2 separate regions of the Capsicum annuum genome follow, and region 2 is linked to region 1. The links are chromatin contacts, called in public Hi-C maps. All regions are on one chromosome and are shown on one strand. The core of a region is the stretch at or near the end of the contact, and the rest is flanking DNA. Distances in the headings are between cores, read along the strand shown.

Region 1 (7,156 bases), core at 1,668-4,167:
AGGGGTAGAAAGGGAGGAAGAGGGGGGAAAGTATTTACTCAAATCAAGAGCTTATCATGTTTTAGGTGAACGTCTGATCCAGATGCTGAAGAACTATCACTATCAGAATCTGCAGATAGTATAGCACATTAAATTAGAGATACACCGTGAGGTACTTGCTGAAAATCAGTTAAACAACGAGCAACTATTATGCATGTTGCATTGAGACTTGCAGGAGAGTCATAATTACCGCTAGAGGACGATCCTGAATCACTGCTGGAACTGCTTGAGCTGCTAGACCTACTTGCACTATCCAATGGTTCTCCACCTTCCGTAAGCGTAGCAGGAGTTGTATCCTTTTCACCTGCTCGTACGCGACAGCAAGAACAATGAGTGTTTTTCACCTAACACATGAAACTTGAAAGTTGAAACCTATCTAAGAGAATATTTCCTCCTATGAGACACTTACCAGTTCCATTCTGTTTTGGTGCATCAGCAACCACTGACGTAGCATTCTACAATGAATTTTCACAGAGTAAGCACCTCAAACAGAAAAACACACAATGACTACTAAAGAGGGGATGAAGAGCATTATACATAAGAGAACAAAGCTCACCACAATTCGAGCAGTCTGAGCAGCTTCTTCCCTGGCTCGAGCAAGTTCAGCTTTTCTCTTGTACTTGCTAAAACTCTTTCTGAAATTTGTTACAAATCTATCAAGCTCCCAGAGTGTTTCTGCATCAACACTATCTATATCTACTTCAATCTCATCGTTGTCTTGACTAAGTGCTGAATTCCTCTTCTTAATTATCTGAACAATTGCATCAAGCTTTTCTGAAGGTAAATTCTGAAGATTTGTGCTAAGTTTCTGCTTTTCCTCATACGTCATGTCTCTCTTATTGGGATCTTTTGCCTTAGGTTTCTTTGGAGCTGGAGTCCTAGCAACATGAACTGTACTAGAAGTCTTCATCTTGGGACGACCAACCGGCCTAGTCATTGACTCAGATCTAGCCAAAGTCTGCAGTTGATGAGCATGTGGAGCGAGAGAATGAGAAGCCACTGGGGTATGGAAAAAGGGAGGAGCATAAGAGGTCATTCTTGAGGTAGGGGTGGGAATACTACCATCAGGATACGTTTGCTGCCTCCAATCTGAATTATACTCGGCCTCTATAACTGCCCATCTCTCTTCAAAAATCCCTGATAAATGCTCGGCCATAACATGAACATCTTGCCCTTTAGGGTTATAAGTCATGGCATTACGAAAGACAAGTCTTACGTCTTCTGCGAATTCCCTTGGAAACTTGTACCAATTCTCAGATAGCCTAGTCTTAATCGTGCCCAAATCCATAGGATGCTTAATGATGTCATGATAATCATGCAAACCGAGAGCTTCCGCGTTCACTGGCTCATTAAACACCCAACCATGCTGGTGTTTCATTAACCTCTGAAGCAAGCTGCTACAATTCCTAAACACCTGAAGTCTATGCTTATCAAACCCAGACACAAACGCAAACCCATTCTCTGAATTAGCACTATGCCTCCCCGAGCCATTAGGCTTAAATCTTTTATTGCTTTCAGGAGGCAATCTATCTTTACCAAGTAGGAACTCGGAATTCCTGTAATACTGGTTAGCCTTCGGGATCCTCTTCTCCTTCTCCATAAATTCATTAGAACCATTACTGTTTTCGACAGTCAGAAAACTAGGTTGCTGGAATGGCCTTGATCCAATATGCCCCGCTGAACGCACACCAGAATGCATTCGCGCTAAAGACCTATTCTTGATCACACCATTATCTATATATCCCGGATGACTATACGAGCTAATAGAACCGCCAGGAACAGTAGTAGTAATACTACCAGCATTAATACTACCGCCATTTATACTCGTCCTACACGTTGTAAGCTGAATCTGTTTAGCCTCGAGCTCGTTTACCAAGCTCCTAACTTGATCAAGCTCACTCTTAAAACTCATACTTAGCTCTCTAATATCATCTCTCGACTTCACTCCAGTTAAATTAATCCTAATTCTATCACGAATTCTCGAAATTACCGGCTTTATATACCCATTCTCCACTTCAAGATTGTAACTTCGTCGCTCATTTCTATGATTCTGTGTCGGGGCTAGGGTTCCACTGCTCCCTTCTGGTACTTCACCAGCTCCGCTGCCGCCACCAATAGCTTCAGGTACATCTCTACCACCTCCCTCTTCCTCCGCCGCCGCCTGTATCAGTTGCTCCGGCGATTCCGCTTTCTCAGCATCTAGGTTTTGTAAGGACGGCTCCGGCACATTATCATTCTCGTTCGTATCCCTCCCGCCGTTGCATGTAACATCCGGTTCAGCTGCAGCTGAGCTGACGGCGGCGGTGTTCGCCGGAAAATCATCAGTGTTAGTATTTTCTAGGGTTTTGCGGCGGCGCTTGCGGGTATAAACTTTGTAATTATCGCCCCAACGAAGGCTATTTCTGGGATTCAAATCGTTTAAATCTGAATCCATACATGTAATTCAAAATTATTTTAACCAAAAACTGTTGAACAAACTAAACCCTAACCCTAAAAAACTCGAAAACCCGACCCACAAAAAACACAACAACTAGGATCTGATTGAGGTAAACACTTCAATTTTCCCCCAAATTGAAAATTGGAAACCCTAGATCGGTCGGAAATCGAAGAAGTACGGAACTAGGGCTTTTCGGAAAAGGAGGAGGAAAACAGAAATTAGGAAAAGTTGAAGGATCTGTTGAGAAAATAAGAAAAGTTTAGGAGTGAGATTGCAGATTTTATTTTTTTTCGATTGAGAGAAAATGTCTTCGATCCGAACTCTACTCACCTACTTTCTTCCTTTCTTTTAAGTACTCATTATATTTTATTGGTCAAACCAGTTGACAGGCACTCAACTTGATACCATATTTTATTTTGTCACCTCAATTAAGCTTTTGTATATTTTGAACACTTAAATAATTTAGAATTTATAGTTTTAAACACTTTTTCAATAATTAGCTAAAATACAAATTATGTGTATTACACACGCCAAGCATAATGACCACTTAAAAAATGACATCTGGCATTTGAGACTAAAAAAAATCATTAAAAATAAATTATAAAAAGATTACTAACTTTTATAAAAAAAAAAAGTTAGCTTCTTAACCAATCCTCTCCTCCTCCCATAATTCCCCCGCCATAACCATTACTCCCTTACTAATAACTATCTTTCACTTCATTTTTTAATCTTTTTTTTTTTAATTCAGATAAACTTCATAAGAGAATTTAAAAAAGAAGCTAGAAACGACACGAAACATCACACCAACAGCTGCTAACTAAAAAGTCGTAGTTAAAAAAATGAATGGATAAAATCTGAAAATTAAGAAACTGAAACTGTGGATTTTTATTTTTGCAAATGAAATGGATTATTAATTCGTATGATTGTTCTAAAAAAATAAAGTATTTGTCAGAAATTTCTTGAAATCCAGATTCGATTTCTTTTCATTATAAACTTCTTTTCTTTTCTTTTAATTTTTTTCTGTCTAGTTTTAATTAATAGGCAAAATTATCAACTGCATTAATATATTAATATAGTGAGATAAAATCTTGAAAGAAAAATGAAGTTTCATAGGACTTCTTTTTTTGATGATTTTTTTTAAGAACTTAAAGTTTATTTTTGATTCTGATTAAACGCAAAAGAAAATGTCACGTGTTTTAAGAGAATGATGGTGGTCTTATTTTTTATGTTGAACAAGTTAACAATGGTGGATAATTTGTTAATGGTAGAATCTTAAATGGAGAAGAAAGAGAAAAAGAAGAAAGAAAGAAGAAAGCTGAAGAAGATGAAGGGAATAAAAAGAATAAAAAATTCAAAAACAAAGTCATTTTTAGACTCTTCGCGCGCCTAGTTGAGGTGAAAATCAGACAAGTTGTCAAGTCAGCAGAAAGTGTCAAAATGACACAGTTAGACCTTATTTTAGGTGCCTAAAGTGAACAACATCCACTTGAAGTGGCAAAGTGAAAGATGGTGTCAAGTTAAAGGGTCTGTCGATGGATTTGGCCTATTTTATTTGTTTTTTGATTTTTCATCCGATAATTAATACCTGTATTAGATCGACAACTCACGTCGAAAAGTTCAACATTAAGGGTAAAGCTCTTCTTAAGAAAGGCGACTCCATATTCTTGGGAGACTCAACCCTGAAACCTCTAATCTATCCATATATATATATATATATATATATACATATATATATATATATATATATATAATAGGAGAAGTAAAAACGCCACATGTCAGCACCACAAAAGTCAATAATTTGTTTTTTAAGAAAATTATTTTACAAATCTATCTAAAAAACTATCTCTATTTATATCTAATACTAGTTATTAATAGTCCGTGTTAGGCACAGGCCCAACAAATATTTTTAAAAAAATTATTTTAATTATTGTGATTTATAGTATTTTTTAAAAATATATAACATATTATTTTCTTAGATATTTTAAATTGTTAACTATTGTAATTTATAATACTTTTTATGTAATTTTCAAATGCTTAGATGACTATAATAATTAATTATGGATGATATAGTAAAGCTACGAGTGAAGCATCGAAGCAGATATGTCTTAATGACTCACAAAAACTAATTAGAAGCGATACAATAAAACTACTAAAAAAAAATACTTGTGAAAAAATTTAAATGGTCACAATAATTAATTAGGAGTGATATAGTAAAATCACGATTGAAACAACAAAGCAGACATATCTAATTAGAAGTGATACAACAAAATTACTATAGAAAAATACCTGGTGAAGCAGCTGAAGCAGACATTTCGTAAATATCTATTTTACTTTTTAATTGAATATTATTAATTTTCTAATACATAAATAACTTATAATAATTAATTAGAGATAATATAATAAAATCACGGAGGAAGCAGCTTATGAAGCAGGCAGGATCATAAATATCTATTTTACTTTTTTATTAAATATTATTAATTTTTTACTACATAAATAACTTATAATAATTAATTACAGATCACATAATTAAAATCACGGAAGAAGCAGTTGATGAAGCAGACAGGAGTAGCAGGTATACTGACGGAGAGCTGCCTGTTTCTCCTGCCTTTTGCCTTTTTTTTTTTGGTTGAAGGGGGAGCATAATATTTAATAATAAAATAGAGTTATTACAAAATAGGTTTTTAGGACCTGCCTGGTCCTCTAAAAACCGATGGTCTATAGCAACAATTATAGTAGATACTTGATTAGATGTAACCTTTCTAGGATAACTAGTTCCTAATTTGTTTGCTTCCAGTAGATCGTTCACAGACAAAGGTGGAGCTGTCAAAATTTGCATCTGGTCAAAACATGGCTCCCCTCCCCTTGATCTTGCTAGTGCATCAGCGACCTTATTCTATTCTCTGCATATGTGCTTCAGTACTGGGTTGCCTAGTCTCTAGATTAAGTACCTGCATTCGGAGATGATATTGCAGTAGCCAAGATGGTTAGCATGAATCATATTGATTGCAGTAGTTGAATCCGAGTTAATTTCGAGAGGCTAATCTGAGACGTTCTAGGATGGCTAATAGTTCAGCCTGTTATGCATCAACATGGGGTAGGTATTTTGTGTAGCCTAGTGTCCAGTTTCCTTCATGGTCTCTAAAGACACCTCCCAGCCTACCTGGACCCAGTTGGCAAGTTACACTTGCGTCAGTGTTAAGCTTGTGCATGCCCAGTTGAGGAGGTTCCCAGTTAAGGTAGATAGTGGAGGTAGGTTTGGGGTAATTGGTTGGGTTGTCAATGATTAAGGCATATTTATTTGCGAGTGCTAAGGTTTGTTCAATAGAGATATTATCATCTTTGTTATTAAACAAGTTATGGTTCCTGTTTATCTAAATATTCCACAAACAGAAGGGCAGAATGGTTTCCCAAGAGTACCAGGTATTAAAGGGCTTATTCCCCAGATCCTTCCAGGTGTCAACCCCGTTTTGATTATTGAGGAATACAGAATTGAAGGAGGCGATGGAGGAACTTTTAGAGGCAATCCCATCCCAGAAGGTTATGGATTTGAGCATTAGAAGGAGATATGAGAAATGTCTTCTACACTATTAGGACACGGCTTGCAGTGAGGTAAGACCCCCATATCAAGGTGGTTGAGGTAGCTCCCAGTAGGCAATCTGTTATGATTAAGGGTTAACTGATGAGTTTATCCTCCTAATCAGTTTGAAGTACCTTGTCTATGGACAGTATCAAGGGTTAACTGATCTTCGCCTTTGTTAAGGGGGCCTGTCACATAACTCTTGATGGACTGGTGGTTGGGAATCCATTTGTCCATGAATAATTTGACTCTGTTCCCTTTATACACAGTCCATCTATGGTGTTTTGATCATATGGACCAGCCCTCTTCAATGCATTTCCAAGTTCTGGAGCATGCCATTTGGGTTAGGCTTGTATGATAGTTTCTACAATATTTGTTGTAAAGGGTTTTTGCCCAAATGGATTGGGTGTTATTGTACATTCTTTATGCTAGACTAGTGTGGGTAGCTTTGTTTCTATTTTCACATTTTTGCAGTCCCAGACCTCCTCTCTCTTTGGTCAAAGAAACAGTTTCCCAGCTAAGCATGTGGAGTTTTTTCTTATCAGCAGTGGTACCCCAGATAAAATTCCTTTGAATTTTGTTTATGGTTTTTAAAATTTTGTTAGGAAGTTTGACAAATTGCATAACAAGGGAGGGGATGGAAGCAAGGGTAGATTTAGTGAGAACTAGTCTCCCAGCCATAGATAAGATGTTGACTTTCCATCCAGCAAGTCTTTTATGTATATTGTCTATGATGAACTGGAAGTCACTATTGTTTATCTTAGCATGGAAGATGGGGAAACCCAATTACTTACCAAAAGAGTCACTGGGATTGATTTTGAGGATGGTAGAGCAAGAGGAAATGGTAATGTCTTTGCAGTTGGAGGAGAAGACCACTTTGGACTTGGTTTGATTGATCTTTTGGCCTGAATGATTACAAAAAGCATTAAGGACATGGTTAATAGCCTGGCATGCTTCAGGATTGGCTTTAGAAAACAGAGTTAGGTCATCAGCAAAGAAAAATTGGGATATGAAAGGGCCATGGTGGGAGATGTTGATGGGTTTCCATTCTTTACTGAGAACTTGAGAGTCAATGGCCCTGGATAGCCTTTCTATGCATAGAA
Region 2 (7,156 bases), core at 2,532-5,031, 38 kb after region 1:
TTTGAATGTTCTATGGATCATTTTTCATAGCCAATTTCAAATAGGTAAGGCCTCAGCCTCACATCGATTTTGTTTGCATCTTCCATTAGTCGATCAAAATCTGCCTTTATGTAAGTACGAGCCATTGCAAAAAATGATTCCCTTTAGCTGCTTCTGATTCCTCTTGAATTTTTCTTTGATGTTGTTCCATAGATGATAGATGCATATACAATGAGCTGTATTTGGACATACCTTTTCAGTAGCCTTTATATACTTTTATGCCGATCAGATGTTGTGGACGTATTTTATTTTTCACCATATGCTATTTTAAACATACTAAAAAGCCATTTCCATGAAGCATCATTTTCAGAATCCACAATAGAATATGCTAATGGTAGAATTTTTTCTGATTATGCAAGTAAAAAAAGTCAAACATCTTAGACTATTATGAATAACGAATATTAAACTTTTACAATTTGTAATTGTGTTAAAAAGATGAATTTCTACATCTTTTAAGGAAGAACTATTGTATTTTACAAAAATTACTAAACCGGCCTGCTGCATCAAGCATGCTAGCACACAACATGGTCCCCCGGTACACTAATTTAAGGAAAGTACCATCAACAACTATTGTTGGCATGCAATATTTCCATCCTTTAATGAATGCATTCAATGTTACAAAAGCATACAGAAAGTGATTGTCCTCTGTCTTGTGTAGCCTTGTATATGAGCCTGGATTGATTGTATTTACCATATACAAGAAAGCTGACAGCTTAGCATATGATTCACGGAGGGAACCTCTGACTAGTTCAATTGCCTATTCTTTTGCTCTGTACGCCTTTTTGTAGTTCATCCTAATCCCATGAATGTTTCTCATTTCATCCATGATCTCTACGGAAGTGAATAATGATTTCAAATTTAGATACTTGTTCTTTACCATTTCAACAATGGTCAATGAAGTAGCATGACGTTGTGAAAATATTTTATCTGCAATTGCACAGGTGTGAATATCAAAGAATCTTGTCACCATAAAGACCTCTGACTATTTTTGACTTGAAGATTGAAAAGTCCATTGATATTTTTCATTCTCACATTGCAGATAGTACCTATTTAATACATTTATACAAAACAATGTTAGTTCTATTTGAATATTTTACTTACAGTAGCTCACTCGGTTCTCTACTTGTTGTAAATTTTAGGTGCAGAAATCTCATCTCAGGTTGGAATATGCCATAGACAACTTGAGAACAACTTTACTATACAAACAAAATCAGTTGACCTAATCAAAGGTTTCAAAGCCAAAAGATTCAAATCTATGATACAAATTCAGAACTCCTTAAAGCTTTTAAAGGCACCGACCTTCAAGTTTCAGTCATGGTCCCAAATGAACTCACTAACAACATCATTACCAATCAAACCTTAGCCGACCAATGGGCCAAAACCAATTTGTAACTTTTTATCCACACACGATGATCCGTTACGTTCTTTTTGAAAATAAAATCCTTAGTAACCCACCCAACATCTATCATTTTAAGCCCTCTGTAGATAAAACTCCACAAAGGTGTCACAAGCAGTAAGCAGGGCAAATACATTTTTGACTTTCTTGATTCAAAGTTTTTGATGCATTATATTTTCTTACTAGAAAAAAAGTCTTTTATAATGAGATAATGTAGGTTACTTAATTGCAAATGAGATAGAAAATATCATTTATTTGATGAGAAATAAAAAGGATTATTGAATTTTAATCGATTACATAACAGACAGCTCACATCATTGCATATGCACTATCTATAATCAATTGATACTATTTTATATCAGATTTATACACTTTTATACCATATTGATACACTTTTTTCAAAAAAAGAGAAGGGGAACCTATGCATGCATATAGAGTCTCTATACTCAATTGATACTCTTTTATTCCACATTGATACAATTTTTATTTTAAAGAGAGGGGATCCTATGCATGTACATGAAGTTCCTATACCTAAATGATACTCTTTTATACTGTATAGATACACTTTTGTAACAAGAGAGAAGGGGAACCTATGCATGCATATACAATATATATACCACATAAATGCCACATTGATACTCAATTAATACTCTTTTATAGTTTATTGATACACTTTAATACCACATTCATACAGTATATATACCAGATAAACACCACATTGATACTCTTTTATACTAGATTGATACACTTTAATACCACATTCATACATTATATATACCACACAAACACCGCGTTGATACTCAATTGATACTCTTTGATACTAGATTGACACACTTTAATACCACATTTATATAGTATATATACGACACAAACACCACATTGATACTCTTTTATATTAGATTGATATGCTTTAATACCACTTTTATACTACAAAATTTTGTGCATGTTTTTGTGCAATCTGTACATATACAGTCTATATAGCAAATTGATACAGTATATATGCTAAATCGATATAGTTTTTGTGTAGAGTCATACCTTGATGTTGATGATCTATTAATCCTAAATTGAAATCTATGTCTGATTGCATAATGCTTCATAACGCTAGTTATTGAATTTTATCCCAATACAGTTGCCTTTCTTCAACATCCTTATGAAGAGGATCCATTATTATAGGCTTTGGCTCATTTTCTAAGTGTTTCTCAGAAAAATCATCTTCAATACCAGAAAAGTGATTTGCTTCAATAGAAATGTGATGAATCTGTTTAGCATTTGACAATTCAGCAGCTGTAAATTCGACAGGGACTAGTGATATACACAATGGATACTCACTGATGTCGAGACTTTTTTTCTTCATTTGCATATACAATTTGACACTCATGCCATTATATATAGGCATAGATTCAGTCGTGACAATGTATTTGATATCCAATAAACCTTTAGTTGGATCTATATTTAACTGCTTATACAATTCAACAACAAATATATCGTAGGTAAAGTCATAACCGAGCAAAAATCCATTGATGATGAAATTCTGAAATTCAACCTCAGATATCCATTCACCTGCATATTTGATCATTATTGGTACTAAAACAAAAGTTGTAGACATTTTTTTTAATCAATTTTGAGTAAATTTTTAGAGATTTACACAAAAGGTTGTGGAATGTAAAAGGTAAAGATGAGTATCAGAAAAGATAATGAACGGAGAATTAGGAGTTTGAAGGGAAAGGAATTTGTGACTGAAAAGGAAAGAAGGTAAAGTTATATTTTAAATTTTTTATATTTTTCGGTTATATGTAGTTAAGCATACGCGAGTCACGAGTGGCTATTTAGCGGGTCTATAAATTTAGGTGTTAGTTTTATGAAATTATTTTAGTTTAGGTGTTATTTTTGTCCTTTCCCCAAATATATTGTATTCAAAACGTATTACAATTGCTGTTTGATTTTTTTTCATTTATTAATAACATTAAAAAATATATTAAACCTGAATTTCAAACATTCAAACTACTCAAATTAGTTTATGTGTTCATATATTATATTGTGTTAGAAATGTATTATATATGTATTTAGCTAATTTGTGTTTTTATATACAATCTCTAATTCGTATATTTAGCTACAAAATTGTAGCTACATCCCGTAACTAGATAAACTTTAGCTATGACTCTTTATTTATTGACTAAATATTAGCTATTTCTGATTTTTTTTTTTTCTTTCCATTCATAAGTAAGACTAGAGAATTCATTATCCATGTAAATTGGCCTATGCAAATTCATTGAGAATGAGAGAGGATAATTTTGTAAAGATATATTGGACCTAAGCAAAGAAATGGGGGTGTCACCGGCCCATGAAAGAACAGGCCCAGAACAGCCAACAGGGCCCAAATCCAAAGTTCGTCACCGAAGCAACAATCAAATAGGCCTTGAATTAGTCGGCATGATAAAAATAACATAAACATTAGGGGTGTACATAGGTCGGGTTAGTTCGATTTTTATTAAAAAAAAAAACAAACCAATCATGTTGGTTTATTAAAACTATAAACCAAATCAAACCAACATAAAATTGATTTTTTCGGTTTAGGTTTTAATCGTTTTTTCCGGGTTTTTGGTTTTTTCGATTTTTTTTATTTTTTTTTGTAATATTTAGTTTTTACAATTATATTGTGATCGAAGACTAGATCAAATATATTTCAACTCATGTGCTAATGAAAAATCATAATTATGAAAAAATAAGAAGCGAAAAACTCTCTTGAAACTAAAAAGTGAGATGAAGAGTGAAAAATTTAGGTTTTAAGTTAATATTGTGTTTTGGATCATTTAATTAGCAATTAATGTACAAATATTACAAATTAAAGGACCAAATCTAAATATATATCTACATCTACTTTCAAATTATTGAAAATTACTAAAACTAGTTGAAAAAGTATTTAAAAAGTAGATTATAATTAATATTTTATGTATAAAAAGTTTGAATAGTATATATATATATATATATATGTATGTACGTATGTATGTATGTATAAAATCGGTTTGATTTGGGTTCGGTTTGACTTTTTTTTGGTCAACACCAAACCAAACCAAGAGTTGTCGTTTTTTTTTCTAACGCCAAACCAATCAAACCAAACCATAAGTCATTTTTTTTTCTCGATTTGGTTTGATTCGTCGGTTCGGTTTGACTTGACGGTTTGGTCTGTACACCCCTAATAAACATACACCTTCACTTATCATATTTACACAAATCTTTACTCTTACAAAGTAATTACAAAAGTCTCAACTAATTATGTATCTTTGATGAATGTATCAGGAACTAATTATGTATCTCGACATACCCAAAATCAAAAAAAAAAAATCAAAAACTAATTATGTATCTTCATAAAGGAAAAACTGTATCTTAGTTGGATGTGTTATGTATCTTAACAGACCCAAAATCAGAATTTTAAGTAATTAACAAAATATCAAAATTTTTTGTAATAAAACTCCAAGCTGTCGGGATTTATGTTGTTTGCCCATTTAATTTTGTTGTTTAAATATATTTTTTTTATCGCCCTTTAGCAAATGAATTTATACCTAATGGGACATAATATTTTAGAAATTAATGTCATATCGAGACATAATTTATGAGATATTATGATAGGAGAATATAAATTTACGCACGAAAGAAAATTTATAAATTATAAAGGACAAAGATTTAAATATCAACACAAAATAAAAGAAAAATGGAAATGACTCGTTATTTTGTCCAAAGACAAGTGGTGCAAATTAGTAACACAAAATTAACCATGTAGAGATGTATTATATATGAAAATTATTAATGAAGGAATCGTATAGAAGGAATTTTCTGTTAATAGGATATCAGATTTAATGTTAATATATTATATATAAATTACCTATTTATAAAGTAGGTCATTTAAAGACATTAAATCTAACAACTAAAAAAAGAAAGAAAAACATTGCAGATTTAAATTATCCCTTTTATATTATTTAGGAGAATTTTTGACCGAAATAAGCTATTTTTTGAATCAATTCACCAAAACAATATATTTTTAAATTTTTTTAAAAAACTAGTATAAACGTATTTTCCAGTAACGTATTACCTTATTATTTTATTAAAAAATGTAAAAGCAAAAACTGACGGTGTTTGATTTTTAAGGGATGATAAAACGTTACTTACAGTAACGTATTATAACTAATTCGTTACTGTTATTAACGTTTTCCAAAAAATAAAATTATCATGCCTAATACTTGCAACCAGTGTCCTAATTGAAAAGAAAATTCTCTCTCTTTCACTTGGTAGCGAGTGCTCTAATTTAGAGGAGAAAAAAAAATTGTTGTCGTCATTTTCGACGCCTCTGGCTACTCCATCTCGTCTCTTTCAATGCCTCTGGCTACTCCATGCATCTAAGTAATTGTTTGTTCGGCTGTGTTTCAAATTGCGGAACCCTAGGCTCAACGTCATAGAAAGGGTGTTTTTGGTACGAATTTACTCTATTTTTCTAAACTCAACTTGACTCTCTATTTTAAACTTGTGTATTTCTCAAATTTTAGTCAACTATGTTGTAAATTATGATTTCTGTGAAATTTTGTTCTATTAAACTACTACGCTCACATGTGGTGACGAATTGGAACCCACTCATCTATACTCAACAGAATCATGGATGTTAGACTTAGCGGGCGCTATTAAACTAATTATTCTCAGGCTAAGAGGACTTGAAGTTCAATATAGCATGAATTTGAGTCCTAGGAAAGCTGTAGATGGTGGTACACGAAGTCCAAGGTGAACTTCTAGGCTTTTTATATAGATCTCAGCACTGGATCATTTGACAGGTATAGTAGGTGCTATGGTTATCTGCGAAGCTAAACATTATGTTGTAAGATAATCGAGAGTTGACAGGTATAGTAGGTGCTATGTGCTATGAAATTTGTTGGGTAGTTGGTGGCTTCTAAAAAAGTGTAAATAAAGCGGGATTGAAAAGCAAATAACGACAATAAATCCTTGTAATTTTGTGGTGGGATCTAGGTAAGATAGAATGTACGCAGACCTTAGAACCTTTGTGGAGTAAAGGGATTATTTTCGATAGATCCTTAGTTCTAAGAAAGAGTAAATAAAGCGGGATTGAAAAGTAAATGACGACAATAAAATGACTAGATAAAAAAATAAATTAAGCAATATGTAGTAGCAAAAATGAAGAATAAGAAATAGTTGGCGTGGTTCAATTGTTAGTGGATATTCAGATATCACCAATAACCAGTAATAAAGCTAATCATAGCTCAATATTTTAGTTTTTGCAATGGTTTGTGGATTGCATAGGTTTGATATATAAGGCTATAGCCGCATATACTAGCAAGGATTTGTCATTTTTTAGTGCACGCAGGGCCGGCCTGAGCCATATTTTATGAAAGCTGATTCAATTGAAGTATTGAACTGCATTAACAAATTTCACTGTAAGAATAGGATAAAAACTTGTGTTGCTGAATGATCTTGAATTGAAAAAGCTTGTAGTATAAGTTGCAAGTTTAAATTATAGGTATGACGTTTGAATTTTTTCTTTTCTAATACCCTTATAAGATTGTCTAGATAGTAACATTAAGATAAGACAGTAATGCTAGTACATTTTGTACAGTAAGTGACGCATCATCAATTAATCTTTTTAGTGTTCAAACCAAAGGTATATAGGGATATTTTGTTGATGAATAAATGCTCTGTCCTAAACTAGAGAATCTTCATCTG

What was found. Hi-C and Micro-C count contacts between places; a contact is called where the count stands out from the background.
Region 2: a contact with region 1 is called in a Hi-C map of leaf, with 3 times the contacts expected there. The contact joins the enhancer-like site here to the promoter of LOC107878621 in region 1. A contact is called at or near these places in 2 of 5 Hi-C or Micro-C datasets (leaf and placenta).

The regions. Positions count from the first base shown.
Region 1 is chr7:220,132,915-220,140,070 of UCD10Xv1.1, forward strand. It overlaps LOC107878621 (transcription factor GTE4), which reads right to left and starts at 2,918. Exons shown (of 5, transcript XM_016725676.2): 1 at 596-2,918; 2 at 449-494; 3 at 230-343; 4 at 39-109. The coding sequence starts at 2,473. The coding sequence ends at 39.
Region 2 is chr7:220,170,485-220,177,640 of UCD10Xv1.1, forward strand. No RefSeq gene overlaps it. Among protein-coding and RNA genes, the nearest start is that of LOC107878621, 38 kb to the left of the region's middle. Within about 2 kb of position 3,782, at least 1 of the 5 cell types and tissues checked has an H3K27ac peak or open chromatin away from gene starts, as enhancers often do.